2 separate regions of the Rattus norvegicus genome follow, and region 1 is linked to region 2. A link is a contact called in public HiChIP or PLAC-seq data. All regions are on one chromosome and are shown on one strand. The core of a region is the stretch at or near the end of the contact, and the rest is flanking DNA. Distances in the headings are between cores, read along the strand shown. Region 1 holds the start of Maz (MYC associated zinc finger protein). Region 2 holds the start of Taok2 (TAO kinase 2).

Region 1 (7,226 bases), core at 3,683-6,182, 140 kb after region 2:
GGGGTCTACATATGCAGGCATTTGGAGGGGCATCTGTGCAGCTTGGTACGGGGTTGTGGACAGGGCAGCATCAATAACTAGCTTAGGCACCCCAAATCTCAAGTGGGTATTCCCTGAAGACCTGGAGTTTGCTCTCCACAACGTCTGTATTGTTGGATCTACCCTAAATTCGTGTTGTACTGCAGCTATCACTTTGCAGGGCAAGAAAGGTTGGGACTAAGATCAAGGCTAACAAAAAACCCCTTCCTCTCCCTAGAAGAGGTGAGGCACACACACAACAGGGGCTTGACGAAGATAACACAGGAACCCAGAGACAAGTTTTTATTTAAAATTTATTGTAATGGGGTCTGCGCAAAAGGAGGGAGGGGAGAGTGGGGAACATGCAAGGGACACAGGAACACGATGTCATGGCCAGGGCCATATCTTCTGTTGTGGGAAAGAGGAAGAAAAGACCAGGGCTGGAGCTGGGGTGGAAGAGGGAAGGGGAAGACACTATGGCTGCATTCCCCCACCCCCAGGAAGCACCTCTTATTCCCTGGCTCCCCTCCTTTACCCTGGCCCCCTAAGATTCTCTTGTTCTGCCTCTGGCCCTAGTGGCTCCTTCTGATGCTCCCCTTGGCTTTTCCCTGGACAGATACTCCAGTAGGATGCTTGGGGTTTAACCACACAACCTTACTCAAAGTATCCCTCTGCCTTCCCTGCTTCTGCCCCTCAACACCACCTTCTCTCTTTTCTGGGACAGAATCTTAATTCCCCTCCTCTCTCTCCTCCCTACCCCTGGGAAAAAAACAACAACAAAAAAAGAAAGCACCAACTCCCCAGGAAGGGGCAGCAGACAGTAGGGGAGGGGACAGGAGGAGAGCACAGGACCTTCTAAGGAAAGGCTCACAAATCCCTGGGAGGAAAGGCAAGGGCTTAAAGGTTGAGGGCAGTGGCTGCTGCTGTCCTCTGCCACCCCTGCTCACTGTCCAGGGGACTTCAACACAACTCAGGGGACAGGTGTTTGTAGGGTCAGCTCTGATAGGGAGAAGAAAGGAGCAGGAGAAACATCGTTAAAACCTAGTGAATTCCTTCTTCCTCCTCTCCGTCTGGAGGCTCCTTGGTTGATGACGTGAGGAAGTTGGTGGGAAGAGGAGACTGTACCAAGAGAGCTTTCCTCTGCTCTCCCCTGTCCTCCATCAACTTGGAGCTCACCAAGGCTGGGAGGGAAGTGGCTGAGAGCTCACTGGTACCCCCTCTGCCCCAGAGAGGGTGCCCACAGCTGTGGGAGGGGCTGCCACCACTGCTGCTGCTGCCGCTGCCGCTGCTGCTGCTGCCGCTGCCATTGGACAAACCTCACCAGTACCTACAATAAGAAACACCAAGGATCACAGCACAACCTAAATGGCAAGAAACATACTTCATACCCCAGACTTTTCAACTATTTCCCTACTTCCCCTGGGACACAGCCGTTACTTCCTATCAGGTCCCCAGAGGCTTTGGCCTGCCTGCTTACCCAGACAGAGCATGTCCATACTGCCCTCTCTGGACCCCAAGTCTCCCTAATCTGAGTGACAGACTGGCATCCCTGGCCTTCCTGAGATCCCCTATTGGGCCCTTTGCGTTCCCTTGTCCCACACATCCCATCCTGCCCCCCCAGCCATGTCCCACACCTTGCCTGGTGGGTGCAGGGGTCCCCCTCAGCAGGTAGGCTGTGGCTGGGGGGCATCTCCCGGGATAGGAGGGGCGGCCCCCCCCAGATGGGTCTGCATGTGGCCGGCCAGCTGGGCAGGGGTCTTGCAGTGCACGCTGCACAGCTTGCACAGGATGCGGTCAGCCCGCGGGGCCTGGAGCCCATGGTCCTTCACCGCGTGGATGCGCAGGTATGCTGCTGTGGTGAAGCCTATGGGGGGGGTGGGGGTGGGATGCGGGTTTGGGGTCAGCCTGGTGGAGACCCCGGAGACAGGGCTGTTCTCCTAGGCTGGGGACACCCTCCTCATGTGGCACTGTCCTCCTCCCACCACATCCTTGGTAGGCTGGGGCCAACTACTCCAGTGGAACATAGCCTTTCCCTGAGCTTGGGGCCTGTTCCGAGTGGTACCCATTTCTTAACCCTTAATACCTACAGAGACCTTCCCCCATGACAGCACGCTGTTGCCTAGCTTTCTAAAGGGCTGACTCTCAGTAGAGACGGCTGTGTCCCCCCATCCAGTGCCCCAGTCTCAGCTCCTTTAGTAAATAACCACATTGAAAACAGGTTCTGTTACTGGGTAGGGCTTGTTACACCCATGCTCATCTACTCCACCTGCCCCAAGAGTTGGAGACAAGAACTTGTGGCTGCAAAGTTGAAACCCTGGGGACAGGTTTTTTGGTGATTTCTTTCTCAAAGCAACCGCGTCCCACTTCATTTTCCCCAAGCACACCCAAGAGGCTGAGTTTCTGGTGGACAGCCTCCTGTGAGCCATGGTACTTAATTTAGTGATGTTCAGTTGCTTCCAATGGTGTTGTGCTTGCTTCTTAAAGGGTTCTCTACACGCCACGAGCTCTTGGCTGCAGCACCCTTGACCCAAATCAGTGAAAAAACCAACAGCTCTGTGCCCACCCAACCCCACTTTATCCCTGCCCTCCTAGCATCCCTTAGCATGTACCTTTGTTGCAGAGCTCACAGACATGGTGAGGGCCCTGGCTGTGCACCTTCATGTGGTCCGAAATATAAGCTGAGCTCAGCATCTTGCCACACACATGACATGGCACCTTCTCCTCGTGTCGTACTGTGTGCGCTCGGAGTCGATCCTTCGTAGCAAAAGCTGCCTCACATTTCTGGGGGGGAGGGTGTGGGGGGTCACAGGAGAGTTAAAGCTTCGGGGAGTAGAGAGAAGGGAGCAAGATAAAGGGATCAGAGCCTTGGGGATCTTTGATCTGTAGGAAATGGGCGTGAGATGACCAGGCCTTGAAGAAGAAATGTGAAAATGGAGTGAAGAGGCAAAAAGAGAGAGAAAAAGGGGGTCTGAGAGGCTGAACCCACACAGCTACAATGAGGATCAAAATCATGAAAACCAGGACAGGAGGAAGCGGGCTTCCTACCTCACATTTGAAGGGCCGCTCTGTAGAGTGCACTTGTCTGACGTGACTGTTGAGGTGATCCGGCCTAAGGACATGTTGAGGTGGGAGGGGGCGTGTGTTAGGGCTAAGGCTACAAGGTGAGGTGTGCCTCAAATCTACTTAGGTTCCTCCAAAATTCCTTTCCAAAGTCCCAGCGTTTCCCCACAGCTTCAGTCCTCAGGCAGGAGAGCTCTCAAACCAAGATTCCTCTTCTGCCCAGAGGCTACTTTCCTTCAGCCCAAAGACCCACCTCTTCTACAAAAGTACCACCCCCTGTTCCTAATAACCACGAGGCTCACTTCCCTCCTCCCTGGGAGTGGTGCCTGTCCCCAGGAACGGGAGCCGCCTCCCCACCAGCCAAAGATAGGCCACCTTGTTGCCCTCCCCCCACCATCGGCCTAGTGGGCAGCCGAGGCCCCTGCACACCGGGAGAAGCTCTTGCCACAGTGGGAGCAGTTGTAGGGCTTGTGCACAGCGCCGTCATGTGAGCGCACGTGGTAACTCATGCGGTCCTTGCGCTTGAAGCGCTGCTGGCACACAGGGCACTGGTAGGGCTTCTCGTCCGAATGCGACAGCTTATGTCGGTTCAGGTGGTAGACGTCGCGGAAGGCCTTGCCGCACATCTCACAGGCGTGATTCTTCCGGATGCGCTTTCCAGAGGCAGTCGTGGTCACAACACCACCAGCCGCCACCGCGGCCGTGCCGCCGCCAGCCCCGGCTTCTCCCCCACCCCCGCTGGCCCCGCTCAGCTGGGGGACGCTCAAGAGGCTCAGGGGCACCATCGTGGGCATCTTCATAGCACCCGAGGGGACCCGGCCAGCCTTGGCTCCTGTGTGGATGGCTTCGTGCCTTCGGAGGTTGTAGCCGTTCTTGAACTCCTTGGCGCACAAAGCGCAAATGTAGGGCCCCTTGCTCTTTGTCTTCTTCTCCAAGACAGATGCAACCGGGGCCACAGCGACCGTCGAGGTTGGGGCGACAACAGCGGTGGCAGCCGCTGCGGCGATAGTGGCAGCCGCGGCGGGGGGCGCGGCCTCGGCGGCTGGTGCGGATACGGCAGGGGGTGGTGGAGGAGGCGCCGGAGGCTGCTTCAGGGCCGCTGTGTCCACTGTGGAGGCGGCAGCAGGGGCCGGGGGTGCAGTAACCACTGCAGCGGCAGCAGCCGCAGCAGCTGCAGCCGCTGCGGCTGATTCTTGCGCGGCGGCGAGAACCGGGAGCAAGTCCACTTGGAGGGGCTCGGCCGCCGGGGCCTGGGGCGTGGGTGGGGGCGCTGGCGCGGCCTGCGGAGACAAGGCGCCGTGTGGGCCGCGGTCGCTGGTCGGCGCCTGCCCGCCCGGCCCGGCCCCTACTCACCTGGAATGGACTCTGGGCGCAGCCCTGGGAGGCAAAGAAGCGGGACTGGAGCTCAGCCCCGACCTGCAGGGGGTTCTGGGCGTGACCCTGAGGTGGCGGGAAGGAGTTCATGAGGCCGCCCACCCCCCGGGAGTCCAGGCCCAGCACGGGGAAGGGGGGGGCCAGCAGCGTGCAAGGGAACACGGGGAACATGGCCTCGGCCACAGTGGGGCCCCCGGTGCTCAGCGGGAGCCGGGGGCACGGGCCGCGCGGGGCCCGGGCTCGGGGCGCCGCCCCCGGCCGGCCGGGTTGGGCCGAGCCGAACGCATGGCCCGAGGGCCGCCCCGCCGCCCGCGCACCCCGGCCGGCGGGAGGGAGGGAAGGAGGGCGTCTTGTGGGGCGCGGAGCGCGGCGGCGGAGGCGACGCCCCCTGGGTGGGGGCGAGAGGCCCCGCGGGGCCGAGGGCCGGGGCCGGGGGCGGGGGCCCGGGCGGCGGCGGCGGTGGTGGCGGCAGTTGGAGCCTGGCGGGGCGGGGTGGGGGGAGCGAGGGAGCAGCTTCGGCCCCCGCCGCGCGCGCGCGCCCAGCCGGCGCCTCGGGGAGGGCGGGGGAGGGCGCGAGGGAGGGAGGGGGACAGCTGCGCGCGCACCGGGCGCGCGGAGGGGGTGTGGGACAGGAGGGAGGGCGGGCAGGAGGGGGTGTGGGAGGGGGGGCAGGGGCGGGGGGGCGGGGGTTGTTACCTGGAAGATGAAGCTGCTCCAGTTGCTGGGATCCATGGCGGAGGGAGGAGGGAGGTGGCTCGCGCTCACCCCGGGGCGGGAGGAGGCAGCGGTGGGGGAGGGGGGACCCGGGGAGGAGGCGCGCAAGGAGGGAGGGGGGAGGAGGGTGGGGGAGCGGAGCACACTGCGCGCCGGAGGGCGGGCGGGGGGCGCGAGGACACACAAGAGGCTGGAGCGGGCGCGAGCGCGAGTGCGCGCGGGGCCAGCGGGAGGGGGAAGTACAGGAGGGACTCTAGAGGGCGGAGGGACGGGGTAGCCACCCAGCAGCCCTAGCCGCCCCGAGCGCGAGACCCCCGAGACGGTTGCTGATTGGCTGGCGATGGTGCAGGTGGTGGGCGCGCGGGAGACTAGGCGGCTTCTCTTCCCCCACTTGAACGATTCCACCCCCCACTTCCCTCCGCCAGCGGCCGTTATTTCGCGCGCACGCGCACATAACACGGACGTCGTCGCTGAGCGGGAGAATGGGGAGCGCGCCGAGGGAGTACAGCGGGGCGGGGCTAACTCAAAGCGCGTGCTCGCTTAACGGTCGCTGTGCTTAAGCTTTCCGCTTCAGCTTTTTGATTCTTCTAGGCCACCGTCCCCTCCCCAATCCAGTGTTTTATTTACAATCTTGGCCTAGTTTGGGGGTTCCCCAAACATGGCGCCAATGGGTGTCCCGCAGAGCTTGATCCTGACCCCCAAGGTAGTTATAGGTTCTCCCTACAGCCCTGCCATCAAAAATCAGGCTCAAGCACGGAATAAAAGCTGTATTTACACAACATCACTATACAAGAATTTTTAAAAGAAAAAGGTAGTGTCAAGAGCTGGTAGTCAAGAGGGACCACTGTGCTGGCTGGCAGCCAAGCTCAAGAGATTCGCCTGTAAAGAAGAGGAAAGTGCGTTAATGTAACAGCCGAAGGTGGTCTGGGGTGGAATTACAACATGCAGGCCGGTAGAGAAAGGGCAAAGGTGGCCTTACCTTCAGGAAAGACTCTACCTGCTTCCCAGAGATGCCTTCCACCTGTTCCAGGTCCTCCACCTAGAGGGACAGCAACAATAGGAAGGAGGTGGACAAAGAACGGGGACACCTCAGTGCACCTGTCTTCCTAGGCCGTTACCTCATTAAAGGGGCCATGCAGCTCCCTCCAGCCCACAATGAGCTGGGCCTTCTTCTGGCCAATTCGCTGCAGGCTTCGCAGATCCCGAGCTGAGCCTTCATTCAGCAGATGCAATAATTTTTTGCGCCCCCGTGCCAGTAACTCTGGGCTAATTTGTATCTCCCAGTAGTCCTCATCCTTTTCCACAGCTTCTGACTCATGTGATGACTCCAGCTATGAGGTAACAGAAATGGCAGTAAAGGCCAGTGGATGACTGTGCCACAATCAGGCACAGAATCCACCCTCTGCAGCCTCTCCCCTCTGGTCACTGATTTTGTTGGGCTTGTATAATTACTAGCTCCTTTCTCAGCAAAGATTCGGTGAGTGAATGAGTGTACACATCGGTCCTGACTAGGAAGTATAATTCAGTGATAAGAGCACTTGCCTACCATGCTTGAGGCCTGGGGTTCAATTTCCAGTACAGGAAAATGGGAAAACAAAGATCCCCTGTGATGGAAACAAAGCATCCGCTCATGTCCTTAAAATGGGGCAGTAGTACTGTTAACTTTGTGGGAAGAAAATTATATTTACATCTTATATTTCTTCATTCTATGTGAGAGATTCTTAAATACTTGTCCTAAATGCAGTTCTCAGAGGGCAGGGGCCACATTAGATGCAGTCAGTAGCCAATGCAAGCAAGGGGCATCAAGAAGAAAGGAGACACAGTGGTAGATACTAAGATACATCCATACTTGACACCCCTACTTCCACCTAAAAAAAGTTGAGGCAGCCTGATATGCAAAAGGCTCCCAGCTGGAAAACAGGGTAGTGCTCACCTTCCTTTTGTGGCCTTTCTTCAGGAGGTGGATCTTGTTTGAGGACTCTGACTGCTTCTGAACTGAAAGGAGGAATTCAGAACTGAGGAATTCAGAACTGGTCTCTGGCACAGGCTTCTCCTCCCTC
Region 2 (6,329 bases), core at 12-2,511:
GGCTCATTCTAACTCAACAGCTAAGAAAAGGCACTAAAGCCATAATTTTTTAGAAGAGAGAGCTATCTCTGGAACACAGGCCAAAGTGTGGGATCAGGATAAAAGTGAAGGTCACATTAGAAAAATACCCATGAGGAAGAAGCACAAACCAGAGCTTCCTCACAGGAAAAGCTCCTTCTGAAAAGGAAGATCATTACACCCCCATTTTTTAAACCTTCCCCTGATACATTCTCCTGTGGGACACTGATCAAGCCTTGGCTCAGAAGAAGTGGGTAACTTATCAGGGACAAGACTTGGGTTAAATTCTGAATCTGCCACTGGGTGACCTTGAAAAACTTCTCTGGGTATCAGTGTTCTCAACTGTAAAATGGGAAGATAAAAGAGGTTTTGTAAGAATGAGTGTAGCATGGGAAAAATACATGCAAAGGCACTTTGTGAAGGCTAGGTCACTTGACAAAAATATGAGGTTATTTACACCGTCAAAGTCAGAGACAGGTAGGTAAATGCAGCAGGAGGAAAATATTACCAAGTACAAACGCACACTCCAACTAAACCAAGCCAGAAAAGAATATAAGCTCCCAGCGTGGTGGCTTGCACCTGTAGTCAAAACAGTAGAGAGGTTAAAGACTGCCACCAGTTTAAGGCCACATAGGGCTACAGAAAGTCTGTCTCAAAATAAATAATAAATAAATAATGAATAAATAAATAAATAAGTCAGTCATTCAGTCCACCTACATGGGAATCAACACCCTAAGAGCAGTCTGGAAAAAAAAGAGTATAATAAAATCTTGGAGAAGAGGCGGTTGCGAAGGCAAAAATTAATAAGGGAAAAGACTAGAAAGGTGGAAACCCATTTGATTAGCTAAGCATCCTAGGGCGTGACCCTTGGTGACATGACAGGCTCTGTCACCTGAGGGTACCCCTTCAACCAGACACAATGAAGGGAAGAGAAAGGGAGAAGAGGTAGCAACAGAAGGCAGGGCTGGCCAGAGACTGACCATGGGCTCAGCAGGAATTCCCTATCCTGAGGAGAAGGCCTACCCAGTCCCAGCTTCTCAGAAAGGAGCTGACCAGAGGGACTCATGCCCATGCACCCGTGTCTCACCTGGTAGGGGTCACTATGGTGCCCCAGCGCCTCCGCTTCCGCCTGGGGTACTCCAGTTGCTCTGACAAGCGGGGAGAGGGGCAAGGAGACCTTCCCCCTCGCCACCTCTTCCTCAGCTTTCGCCCTTCCTGAGGGGCGGGCCCGGGAAGCCTCCCCTGGAGGGGAGGGGGTGACAACCTGATCTGACCTCGCGGTCCAGTCCTCCCCCAACTCGAGGGCGACAGTTGCTGAATCCCGGATTTCCGATTGTGGGGTCTGAGCCCCGTATATTTGCAAGGGCTAAAAATGAGTCCGATATTTGAACGCTTTGAGGATGAACCCCGGATATTTGTGCACACAGGGTCCTGAACCCCAGGTATTTTAAATTCTATAAAACAGAGACCCAGCTTTGTAAAGGTTAGGACTAGAGTCCCAGATATCTGATATATGAAGGCTTGATACCTGGGTATCTGAGAATCGAGGGTCCAGCCCCAAAATTTAGGACCCAGGGGCCTGAGCCCCAGGTCTTCGGCCACGACAAGGGGCCCACCCCGAGGACGCCCGGCTGCACGGCCCCTCTAAGGCTGGTGTCCGAGAGTGACAGCCCCCACTCCAGCCCTGGCCTACTCCCTTTCCCGTCCTCTCTCTCCGGAACAGCTGAAGGACTGTAGCCGAGACGCTGCTGATCGTCCCTGCGCCTCACTCCCTTTCCTTTTCCTCTCAGCTTCTCACCGCACCACAGCCTTGCTCTCGTCCTGGCCTCCCTCTCTCTCTCTCCCTCTCTCTCTTCCTCCCAATTCCAAGATGGAGACCGGGCGGGAGCGCGCAGGCGCGGTATGCACGCCGGGCCAAAGGGGGTGGGGTCCAAAGGAAATAGCCCCGCCCCTCGCCTGTAGCTGCCGCGGCCCAGACGACAAGCTGCCCTGGAGCCCAAGTGCGCGCGCGCCCCGCCACGCGGATCCTGGGTGGGAAGAGGCGAGGAGAAAGGCTTGGCTTGCTTGGGGTGGAGCCCAAGCGCGCTATCCGAGGACTGCTGGAGAGAGCTGTAGCGCATGCGCCCGCCACGCTTTCGCGCTGCGACTGAGCCTGTTGCTAGGGGAAGCTCCGAGGGGGTGCGCTAGGAAGGAAAGCTGTGGTCTGCGCCTGCGTGCAAGGTAAAGGCTGAAAGGAGTAAAGCAAGGCTGCTAGCAGCTGGGCGCGGGCAAAGGCGGGAAACTGGACCATTATGATACTCCTAAGTACCTAAAGTAAACCTGAGCTCCCAAGTGTGAGAATGATGTTCCAAAGTTGGGAAAACCCAATGGGTCAAATCCCTATAGGAAAATTGAGGTCCAGTAGGGTTTTATAACTTGCCAAAAGTCATGAAGCATTTATGCCAAAGCATAAACAGAATCATCAATTTATGTTCACGGAAGAAAAGAAGTGACAAAGTAGCACAGTCATGTTGACAGTATGTCTAAAAAGTATAGTGCTGGCTTAATGCTTACAATTCCAGTACTCAGCAAGCAGAGTCTGAGTGAGATAGGAGGACAGAAGTTCTGCAGAGCATGTAACCTAATGGAGTTCCAGTATCAAAAACAAAAAACAGACACATGCATACAAACAAAAAATCCAAATATTTTCCAAAGAAAATCTGCAAACACGGTCAAAATTTTAAGTGACCTATGCCAACTTGTAGTCCAAAGTAAGGTCAACAAAGGTAACAGGATGCATGCGAGTCAAGAGAAGATTGACATCCAAAGATTTTGAGTTCCAGGCCAGGGGGTGGGGCTCACGCTTTTCATCCCAGTCACTTGAGAGGTAAAGGCAGGCAGATCTCTGAATTTGAGACCAGCCTGGTCTACACAGTGAGTTCCAGGCCAGCTAGGGCTAGATAGTGAGACAAAACAAAACAAAGCTGGGGATACTGTTCAGTGGTCAAGTGCTTGTCTAGTATATGTGAAGCTCTGCATTCAATCCATGGTGCCACAAAAGGTACAGGACCAAAACAGCTGAGCAGGTGCTCGCCATGGAAAGGCTGGCAAACCGTGTTCAATCCCTGAACCTATGCAAAGTTTGAAGAAGAGAATATGATTGTTCTGGGACCCCCATGAACATGCCATGGCACATGCATATATCATGAGCATGTGCTCACTCAATAAGAAAAGAAAAATCCCCAGGGAGTGGTGCCACATGACTTTTATCCCAGCACTTAGGGGACAGAGGCGAGAGGATCTCTGAGTTCTAGGTCAGCTTGGTCTGCAGAGTGAGTTCCAGGACAGCCAGGGCTACACAGGGAAACTGTCTCAAACAAAACAAAACAAAAAATCTTTTACCTCAACAAGGAAGTCCCCAGTGGGTTTTTTAAATCCAATCCCAATAAGTACCTTACACAATAGTAGTCAAAAGCCATTTATTTTCCCACAGTCCAGTTCTTCATTTTTCTAATAGGTCTTCTAAACTCAGAAGTAGGCCCCAAGAACTGGATCTGTACCTGGAGAAAAGGAAGAAAGCGAAACAGGTAAAGAAGTCCCTGGACGAATTTCTGCATGAGTGCAGAAATTACAGAGGAAGCGATATCTAGAGATAGGTTCTGGCACTCAATCCCACCAGGGTAGCCTTGGAACTCTAGGATCAACCAGAGGCCAAAAAGCTAGAAGCCTTTTCCCACTCCTGATTGAATGGGTTCCATTGTTTCCTATTGTAAGAAGATGGGTGGTGAGGCCTGGCCAAAAGGAAAATTAACAATGTTCTCTTGAACTCCAGTTCCTCTGGGCTGGATTCATTCCACAGTTTAGGCTGTTTTGACTTCTCCCACAGTGATCTCCTAGTGCACAGAGGCCAGCAGAACCTGGGTAAGGCTTAGGAGCTAGACGTATAGCATACAGCTTTCAAATGGGGTAAAACCCATCCAGCAAGGTGAAGAGCTTTTTGGATTGATTTTTTTTTCATTCAGTGAAAGGTTAGGCTGACAACTTGAGTTTGAATCCCAGGATACAAAGAATGAAAAGAAAGAATGACCTCCAAACATGTGCCGTTCCATAAACACGAATACATGACTCCCCCTTAAATAAATAAACATAAAAAATAATAATTTTGCAAATGTAAAAATTAATAATTTTGCCAGGGGTAGTGGTGCATGCCTTTAATTCCAGCACTCAGGAAACAGAGGCAGGTGGGACTTTGGGGCCAGTCTGGCTTACATAGCAAGCTTCAGGCCAGCCTGGGCTACACAATGAGATCTGGTCTCAGAATGAACAAGTAAATATTAAATAAGCTTCAGGAGAAAAAATGAAGACTCCATATTTAGGGCAAATCATGGCAACTGAGCTCCCCTGATTCATCATGGCTGACATGTGGGTGTGTGAAGTTCAGCTCCGAATCTGACAATCCTAACACTACTTGGAAGACATTAGTCATAGAAGATATGTATGAAAGTATGTCTAGTTACAAAATAAGGCTCTGTGTGTTGTTACATGTCTTTAATCACAACACTTGGGAGGCAGAGGTAGGTGGAGGCCAGCCTGGTCTACACAGTGTGTCAGGTCACTGGAGCTACAAATGAGACCGTGTTTCAAAACAAACAAAAAAGTAAGAAGAGGTCTTGGTGGTTTGGTGGTTAAGAGCACTTACTGCTCTGGAAGAGAATTGGAGTTTGATTTCCAGCAACCACATCTGGCAGCTTAAAACCACTACCTCTAACTCCAGCACCAAGGAATCCACCGCCCTCTTCTGGCTTCCTTGGGCACTGTGCACTATGATGTACATAAACTCATGCAGGTACACACATATACACATAAATAAAAATAAACCTAAAGAAATGTAAAGGAGGGGCATTAGGGGGTTAAAAATAAAAATATAAACAAATAAAATCAAATAATATCCATGCTTGGGAAAAGCTTCCATTTCAATAATCACACCTCCAATAGACTTCATTGACTTTGACCCTGACAGTCACTAATCACACAGTTGCCATTGGACAGGTTAAAGCAAGACAACAGCTTATAGGGGGAGCGAGTGCTGTCAGGGGATATGGAGAGAGCAGCCTTTCCTTTCCTTTTCTTTCTTTTCTCCTCTTCCTCCTCCTTCTTCTTCCTCTTCTTCTTTTTATTTTTTAAAGATTTGTTTACTTATTTCATGTGAGTACACTGTCGCGGTCTTCAGACACACCAGAAGAGGGCATCAGATCTCATTTCAGGTGGTTGTGAGCCACTATGCGGTCACTGGGAATTTAACTCAGAACCTCTGGAAGAGCGGTCAGTGCTCTTAACCGCTGAGCCATCTCTACAGCCTTTCCTCTTCTTATTGTTGTTGTTGTTCTCCTCCTCCTCCTCTTCCTCCTTTTTTTTTTTTCTTTTTTTCAAGACAGAGTTTCTTTGTGTAGCCCTGACTGTCCTGGAATTTGCTCTGCAGACCAGGCTAACCTGAACTCAGAGAGATCCAAATGCCTCTGCTTCCTCAGTTTTGGATCAAAGGTGTGTGCCACCTTAGCACAGCTTAGGGGAGGCATCTGAATTGCTGATAGTGTTTTTCTGTCTGGGTGGTATTTACAAGCATACACTTTATAATAATTTGCCAAATTGTACTTTTATGGTTTTTCTTTTTACATGAAAGTTATTTAGTTCATAGTAAAAATAGGGCCAGCAAGATATCTCAGCAGGTAAAGGTTCTTGCCATGAAAGCAAGTTTGGTGACCTGAGTCCCATTCTCCCGACCCTACATAAATGTGGAGGTGAGAATCAACTCCATCAAGTGGTTCTCTGACCACACGTGCACACCATGGCACATGGGTGAACACATACACAGAGAACAATAAAAGTACTCTGTTTACAGAGAAAACTGTTCCCAGTTCTGTAAGGACACAGCTGAATAGGGCTCTCAGAAACTCAAAGGAAGCTGTATTTGAGGATGAAGTCTAAGGATCTGCTTTGCCAGGTTACAGCTGCTGTCTCTCCCCCACCCTAATTCCCACAGAACCTCACCTGACAGCAGAGTAAGGCACAGTCCGTCAACCTCAAAGCCGTGCTCTAGACCAGTGGAACTCGGGACGTGGATGGAAGCATGCTGCAGTGGCACAGCAGAGAAAACCACAGAGCAGAACCAGGAAAGAGCCCAGGACCAGCAGTCTGCTGCCACACAGAGCTAGCTCCTCCTAGTGGTGGGGACAGAGAGGGAAAAGGGAAATAGTAACAGTAGAGAGGCTTGGGAAGCTTTGGAAGATAGCTTGCCCCATACCATGAAAACCAGAGACAGGTCTCCATGAGGC

Evidence for each region. HiChIP or PLAC-seq counts read pairs in DNA pulled down with a chosen protein or histone mark.
Region 1: an H3K27ac HiChIP or PLAC-seq map of oligodendrocytes shows a contact between it and region 2, with 3 times the contacts expected there. The contact joins the promoter of Maz here to the promoter of Taok2 in region 2. A contact is called at or near these places in 1 of 12 Hi-C or Micro-C datasets (hepatocytes) and 1 of 1 datasets of contacts at active chromatin or transcription factors (oligodendrocytes).

What each region holds. Positions count from the first base shown.
Region 1 is chr1:191,059,957-191,067,182 of GRCr8, forward strand. It overlaps Maz (MYC associated zinc finger protein), which reads right to left and starts at 4,933. Exons shown (of 5, transcript NM_001110319.2): 1 at 4,432-4,933; 2 at 3,508-4,358; 3 at 3,064-3,127; 4 at 2,628-2,799; 5 at 315-1,345. The coding sequence starts at 4,623. The coding sequence ends at 1,191. It overlaps Kif22 (kinesin family member 22), which reads right to left. Exons shown (of 14, transcript NM_001009645.1): 11 at 7,100-7,161; 12 at 6,285-6,497; 13 at 6,146-6,205; 14 at 5,919-6,045. The coding sequence ends at 5,998. It overlaps LOC134483860 (a long non-coding RNA gene), which reads left to right and starts at 1,724. Exons shown (of 2, transcript XR_010060989.1): 1 at 1,724-1,862; 2 at 2,503-2,722.
Region 2 is chr1:190,923,260-190,929,588 of GRCr8, forward strand. It overlaps Taok2 (TAO kinase 2), which reads right to left and starts at 1,262. Exons shown (of 16, transcript NM_022702.1): 1 at 1,106-1,262. Tmem219 (transmembrane protein 219) reads right to left here. Exons shown (of 6, transcript NM_001400628.1): 5 at 6,046-6,215; 6 at 3,463-3,557. The coding sequence ends at 6,078.